2 separate regions of the Nomascus leucogenys genome follow, and region 2 is linked to region 1. Evidence: chromatin contacts called from public Hi-C data. All regions are on one chromosome and are shown on one strand. The core of a region is the stretch at or near the end of the contact, and the rest is flanking DNA. Distances in the headings are between cores, read along the strand shown.

Region 1 (3,565 bases), core at 973-3,472:
GATAATCAGACAGTCACTTCCAATCCACCTGTACCATCTGCCCACCCCCAACCAAGGTAAGAACTTTTGTGCTCAGGGACTAAGCGCAGTCCTGAGAGCCAACTGCCAAGAGCATTATATCCGGATTAGCAATACCAAAAGGCACATTTTCACAGTTTCACTTCCCTTTCCCAGCTGTTACCAGCTGCCCTTTTGGTTCCAAAAGGAAATAGAAGCACTCCTGTGGTGAAGAGCCTTCAAACTCCAACACCTGCCAAAGTCATATGAGGATTCCCAAAGCCAGGCAGACACCATGCAGCCTGTGGAAGCTGTCACAATGACACCAAATAGTTCACTAGCTCCATAACTATGTAAAATTAACACACACACTTTAATTCATTTATTCCTAAAAATTCAGCAACTACAGACACTTCCATTTTAGCTATTTTAGTATAGAAACTGACATAGAAGACGTGGGTAAAATACATCATTTCAAAATCAATAGATAAAAAAGCTGCCATATTTTTTAAAAATAAGATTTGTTTAAAGGATTACCTCAAGAAACCTTTGCAATACTATGTAATGGAATATCAATGACAAATTATGAGGAAGGCAATAAAAGAGGCCAAATAAGAAATGCCCAGAGCACCTGAGTTGAATCATTTCCTCGCGACACATTTACAACAAACATTAACTGAGCACTTTTTATGTGCCAGATGCTTTCCCGCACACTGAAGAGAAATGTTACCACATGGGCATAATGTCGTAGCACTGAGATATTATTCACTGATACACAAAACTCAGACTACAGAAAAGCCGAAGTAACCATAGTTGTCCATATTTTCCTTTCCCTATATCACTTTTTGCCTCACATAGTTAATTTTAGCTCTTTTGATTCTGGCTTTGCTGAATCTTGAAGGAATACAAGGCATATGTTCACTGACAAATACTATGACCACTAGTATAATTTATATATTGTTAGATACCCCCACCCTTGTGACTGTATGAGTGGAGGAAAAGATAACTAAAAGTGGTTATAATTCCAATTTTACAGCTTATCAACTATGCAAGCTGAGCAAGTCACAAGGTGTCCTGAAAATTAAAGCAAATCACAGCCCGCAATAAATGTTAGAGAAGCCATAAGAAGCGCAGAGGATGTGCTTCTCTATATTTTTTTGTTGTTGTTAATTTTTGAGATGGATTCTCGCTGTCACGCAGGCTAGTAGAGTGCAGTAGCACAACTTCAGCTCACTGCAACGTCTTGCCTCCTGGGTTCGAGTGATTTTCCTGCCTCAGCCTCCCCAGTAGCTGGGATTACGAGTGAACACCACCACACCCAGCTAATTTTTGTATTTTTAGTAGAGATGGGGTTTCACCATGTTGGCTAGGCTGGTCTTGAACTCCTGACCTCAGGTGATCCGCCCACCTCAGCCTCCCAGAGTGCTGGGATTATTGGCATGAGCCACCACACCCGGCCCTTATCTTTTAAAAACTATCCTAACTCAAATGCAGTAAAGGATTGACTGTATCGATAAAACTATGTTTTTTTTTTCAAACACTAAAGTTTGCCTAAGTTACAGACTACTTTGTCAGTTTGTTATGTTTCTACCAACTTAATTTAAACATATTAGTTATTTTAAAATGCTAAACAATTACTTTAGAAGTTCATTCTTGAGCTTTCGGTCATAGGTCTCCTCAAAACTCTTTATATTCTGCTCCCGTCTCCTAAGTGCCTCAGTTATGCTTTTATGTTTTTCTTCCTGGAGCTTCTGGTTCCTGAAATTAGCAAAAAATATAAAAAGTAAATAAACTACCATAGCTGAGCTAATAAATTTAGGAAAAAATCACATGTGTCTAGTTCAAAAGATTAAAACTGCTACATGATATCACTACTGGGAAGTAGAAGGAAAGAGCCAGAAGTCCTCAGTGTATTTTATGAACTGACCTAGTTACAGCATATCGAAACTAGCAGAACTGACTGTGCTTTGGGCTGAAGGGAGTGGGAGAGTCTCAAGAGGGAAGTGGTTTCTCACAGAAGATAAACACTTAAACAATGGTTATAGGTGATAAATAGCCAAAATCAATCCTGGGATGAAAGAATGATATTATTAGTTACAAAGTAACAAGTAAGTGTACTTATGTGCTTAAATCTTCTATAATGCTGTTTCTAACTGTGGGATTTAATTAATTAGTCCATACATATTAAAGGTACAATATTTGTTTTTGTCATTTAATAACCAATCAGCTTTAGCCAAGTGTGGTGACCTGCACCTATAATCCCAGCTTTTCAGAAGGCTGAGGCAGGAGGATCGCTTGAGCCCAAGTGTTTGAGACCAGCCTGGGCAATACAGAAAGACACTGTGTCTTAAAAACAAAACAAAACAAACAAAAAACCCTATTGATTGAATATTGAAAAAAGTACCAAAAGAGAGGGCAAAAGATAGATGGATCAAGCAGGGCTTCCAAATACTGAAGAAGAGAATGGTCTTCATAGTGAGACTTTAAATCAACCATAGCACCAACTCCTTAGCCAGGGAGGTGGGTTCACGGGTGGTGAGATCCAGCCATCCTGAGAAGTGCTACAAAATGCTGACTAGTCTAAGAACAGGTAAAGGCTCTAGGTATTAGCTCCCTCTGCTGGTAATCTGGAAAGCCATAGAGAGGTAAACTACATTTATTTAGTTTACATGCTGAGAAGGAGGGAACAAGAGTAGAGAAAATGGAGGTAAAGGAATGATGAACTCTCTCTGCCCCAATTTTGTGCCTATTTTCTCTCTCTTGATCAATTTATCTTTTCATTATTGCCAAAAAGAGAGTAAGGTAGACAGAGAGTTGAAATCAAACAAATCAAGCCTATAGAAGTGAGAAAAAAACATTAATGGAGACAAATTCTTTAATGAACTAAGATTCCTGGAGTATCTATGGGTGTCAATAGCAGATTCCCAAAGGAAAAGAAGGCTTATTGCACAAACTATAGACAGGTGAACTTGCTGTCAATCCCAGGTAAGATCTGAAGGATGAAACATTTGTGAGCACTTAGAAAAAGTAACACAAAGAAATGGTTTCACCAAGTACAAGTCAAGTTGGACCACCATACTTCCTTTTCTGAGCACACAGCTGGTAAAAGCTGCAGGTCTGGATATATGGAATTCAGTTACTATACATACACACACGGAACTATCAGATCTGAGGGACTGAATGTAACTGCAAAACATACCATCTGTTCCAGTATTAACAGCTTCTCCAAATTATCTGTCTGGTCTTACTGTAGCCTGATGATAGCATCTCATTTGTCTTTTCATCTTAATGTTTAATATTTCAAAAGCAAAACCCTAGTGTTTGTTCCTCTTAATTTGTACTTTCTAGGTGATATCCCCTTTACAAATAAGAACTCTACTTGGCAATGAACATTAGAATATTTAGACATATATATATTTAGTAATTCTTTTCAATCTCATCATTCTGAATATCCAAAATGAACATGCATTACTTACAATTCAAAAGCTTCAACTCTTTGCTTCAGCTCTGCTTCTCTTCCTCTTAGCAAATCCATATCTTTTAGTAAAAGTTGCCTTTGAGCATAAAT
Region 2 (3,607 bases), core at 780-3,279, 280 kb before region 1:
GTGGAGAAACCCTTAGAGGGAAAGGGCATGCCCCTGGCTTTCTCTTTCCCACTGGCTGAAAGGTGCAGTGGTGCACCATCTTGGACCATGTGGAACAAGGCAAGAAACCAGGGAGGGTGGAGCTATGAGACAGGTGGAGCTGCCATACTCTGGACTCCTTACACCCAGACTGCCATGAGATAGAAATACACTTCTCAACAGTTTGAGCCACTCCTCTTCTGGGTCTCTGTGACAGCAGCCAACTAATATTCTATCTAATGCCATAGTATACCATATATATTGTATTTTTTCATTCATAGAACTAGGAATCACTCTACCTGAACTATATCCACTCTAGGCCTGCATCCTTCTGCCTTTCCCAGGAACTCCCTGAGCTCTTTCTCCCTGTCTTACCCCTCTCCATCTTTCTTTCCTGCCGCTCTAGATGCTGGCTTCTTCCTTGAGGTAGAGATTCCACCAGGCCCCATCTGACTTATCTGTCTCAATCCACACCTGACTTTTCCGACAAGACATCACCCTCCTACCATCTCCTGCTTCTATCCATAGATATCTCATTTCCTCCCACATCCATTTTCTGAGGTGGAGGAATAATCTTTTCTAAAATAATCCCCCTCTATATACACATACTTTCTGGCCCTTACCCTGCTATACTGTCTTCATATAACTCACCACAACATACAATTCTATTTATCTGCTTATTGTCTAGGTTCTACACAAAAGATTTAATTTTATGGGCCCCAAAACTGTATTGTTCACTACTGTGTATCCAGTAAATAGAATACCACGGTACAATAGAAATACAATGCATGCCACATATATAATTTTAAATGTTCTAGTAGCCACACTAATAAAGTAAAAAGATAAAGATCAAATTTTAGTCTTTAACCTCAATAGTCCTTCTCTAAGATGTTATCACTATAAAGAAATTGAGACATTTTACATTCTTTTTCTCATTCTTCTTCAAAATCTAGAGTGTAATTTACCCTTACAGTGTATCTCAGTTCAGACTACTACAATTCAGGTTCTCATGGCCACATGTAGTGGTAACAATGGACAGTGCTAACATAGAATACTGGGCACATAGCAGGCATCCAGTAAATATTTGTTAAAGTTATTATTCTTCTATACCATTTTAATTCTTCTATAGTCCAGGAATAATATAGTAATGTCACGTCATTAATATCTCCCAATTAATTTAGGCATTTTCTTGTTGGGCATTTAGGTCGTTTCCAATTTTCACTTTTTAAAATAATTCTGTAATAAACATCTATCTGGTTCGTACCTGTTTTTCCTTGGAATAAATTCCCAGAAAGTATTAAATATGGTCATTGCCCCAGAAATGATACGTCACATAAGATTTCTAATTGTTTATGCTTGGTTCTTGTTAATGACTCTTGTGATGTTAACGGGGCAGGTATTGCTGTGATGGTTATAATTACAAACATATTAGTAAGTACTAATGTTTTGTCTGCTGCAGTGCATCAGGCACTGTGCATTAGGTTATGCATATCTCATAGATGAGACACACGAGGCTTGGGGAGGTTAAAAACCTAGCACTGGACTCGCACTCAAACTGAGATCTGGGTTAATCTATTTTCAAAGACTGGGTGTTTTCCCCTGGGACAAATTAAAGAAAGAAACGAAAACTGTTTTAGTTAAGAAAGAGAACAGGAAGAAAGAAAAGGCTAAGTAAAGAGAAGGGAAGGAAAACGAAGAAAGCTAAGGAAAGGACAAAAAGTTAAAGGCTGGAGACCCGGTCACTGCAGAAGCGACCCTTATCTCGCCGGTGCAGACAGCACCGTCCGAACCCTGGCGCGGGTGCCCGCCGCGGTCCCACTGCCCCGCCCGCCGCAGCTCCCTCTCTGCGGGACCCACCACCAGCAGCCATCCCACACTTGCCGCCCCGGCGCTCCACTCGGAGTAGCCAATTAGCAGGCAGCTTCCGGCCTCCAGCACTGCACCGCCTGCGGTGCGAACGTGACGTCCGCGCCGCAGGGGGGACTTCCGGCGCGCCGCGCCACGCCACGTGTTCCGCACCGGAAGCGCGCTTCCAGTCGCCCCGGCAACAGCCGCCCCCCTCGCGTCCCCCACTCCCCCTCTGTCTCTCCAAGGAAAACTAGGCCCCTGCCCTGCCAACGCCCAGGATCCGCAAGCTGCGCGCCCACGAGGTGACTTTGGGGACGACTGGGTTTCCTTCGGGGAGTGAGGGAGGAGCTTAGAGGCCCCGGGCCCTGGCTTCTGATGCGCAGAGAGCCGAGGTCTTGGACGTCACATTGCTATCATAATTATCTTAATCCCGCGAAAAAAGGTGGGGCCAGAGGCCCATGAGATTCCTAAATCATTGCAGATTGTGAGAGGGGACCAGTCCCAGAGGCTGTCAGCTCTGCAGAGCTTCCGAATCACTGGACGACTTTTTAAGAATTCTGATCCCCGGGCCCCCATCCCGGACCAATTAAATCCGAATCTCTAATAGTGGGGCCCTGGCATCAGTAGTTTTTAAAGCTGCCCAGGTGATTCTGGCGTGCCGAGAACCACCGTGTTAAGGTCTGTAGGTGAATTCGGATTTTGCCCATCCAGCCCAGTATCTGAATAGAAGATCACCCAGGACAGCCACATACTTGGAGGATGTCTGGGATATTGGCCTGTCTGCTCAAAAAGTCGAGGTTTCTTTCTTTTCTCTTGCACTTTAACCTCTGCAGGAGGTCAGCTTTTGGTGGGAGTTATCTTGAGACATCTGGCGCCTACGGTTTATGGGCCTTATGTCTCTGCCCACTTATCAGTAATGAGCTGTAGTTGAACCAGTGGCCAACGAAGTGCATTTTAGCTCTGAAATCTTGATGTTCTCTTAGTACAGATCAGATGGTTCTGAACAGTTTTATTTTTTTCAGGAATGATGTTTTTAAACTCGTTTGACAGGCTAGGCTGTGTATTCAGCTGTTTTTCATCTCAAATCAGAACAATATTACTTAAAAAATCTAGACTAAAGGTTAGTAACGCAACACTTCTAGGATTATTTATGCTCACAGCCGCCATGAATTGTAGGATGAGAGCTACCCTTTAAAAATACTATTTTTGCTAGCATAATTTATCGGAATAACAGTCTCTTTGTAATTTCAGTGTGAACAGAAACCATATATTTTTAAAGACTGCTGGTTAGTAACTTGGAATAAGCATAACTGAAAGCAAGTTCACAGGTGTATAAATCCCCTCTGTATGTTCATTGCTGTGCTGGGGAAGTATACAAACTAAAGTTCCAGAGAGAAATGTTCATTCTGAAACTGTTCTATAGATGGTGATTAATCATTTGGGTTTTTTTTTTTTTTAAAGGATAGGGTGAGATGAGAATGATGGGGGAAAGTTTTGAACAATTAAGGCTAGAGTGTAAATTGGAGAGTTTGCAAAGTCGGTACAGAACTTTTTTTGAACAACTTCTCTACAAGAGGAAATTCAGCCACGGAACAGCTGGACAAGTGAAAAGGGAATGTAGTTGATCAAATATCAGATGAATTGAAAAGATCCTTGAAAACATAATGTATTTAAATATTTGCTTCCTGAAAAGATTTGGTGCTTTATAGTCAGTTTTTTGAGTTACTAGGTCCTCAGAGAT

Evidence for each region. Hi-C and Micro-C count contacts between places; a contact is called where the count stands out from the background.
Region 2: a contact with region 1 is called in a Hi-C map of a lymphoblastoid cell line, with 3 times the contacts expected there. The contact joins the promoter of GEMIN8 here to the enhancer-like site in region 1. A contact is called at or near these places in 2 of 4 Hi-C or Micro-C datasets (a lymphoblastoid cell line and an unstated tissue).

Annotation. Positions count from the first base shown.
Region 1 is chrX:12,231,123-12,234,687 of Asia_NLE_v1, reverse strand. It overlaps OFD1 (oral-facial-digital syndrome 1 protein), which reads right to left. Exons shown (of 23, transcript XM_030806885.1): 9 at 3,474-3,565; 10 at 1,636-1,755. Among named protein-coding and RNA genes, the nearest start is that of OFD1, 17 kb to the right of the region's middle. Within about 2 kb of position 2,222, the one cell type or tissue checked has an H3K27ac peak away from gene starts, as active enhancers do. A contact at or near this core is called in a lymphoblastoid cell line, where this site is marked.
Region 2 is chrX:12,511,840-12,515,446 of Asia_NLE_v1, reverse strand. GEMIN8 (gem-associated protein 8) reads left to right here and starts at 2,029. Exons shown (of 4, transcript XM_003261059.2): 1 at 2,029-2,168.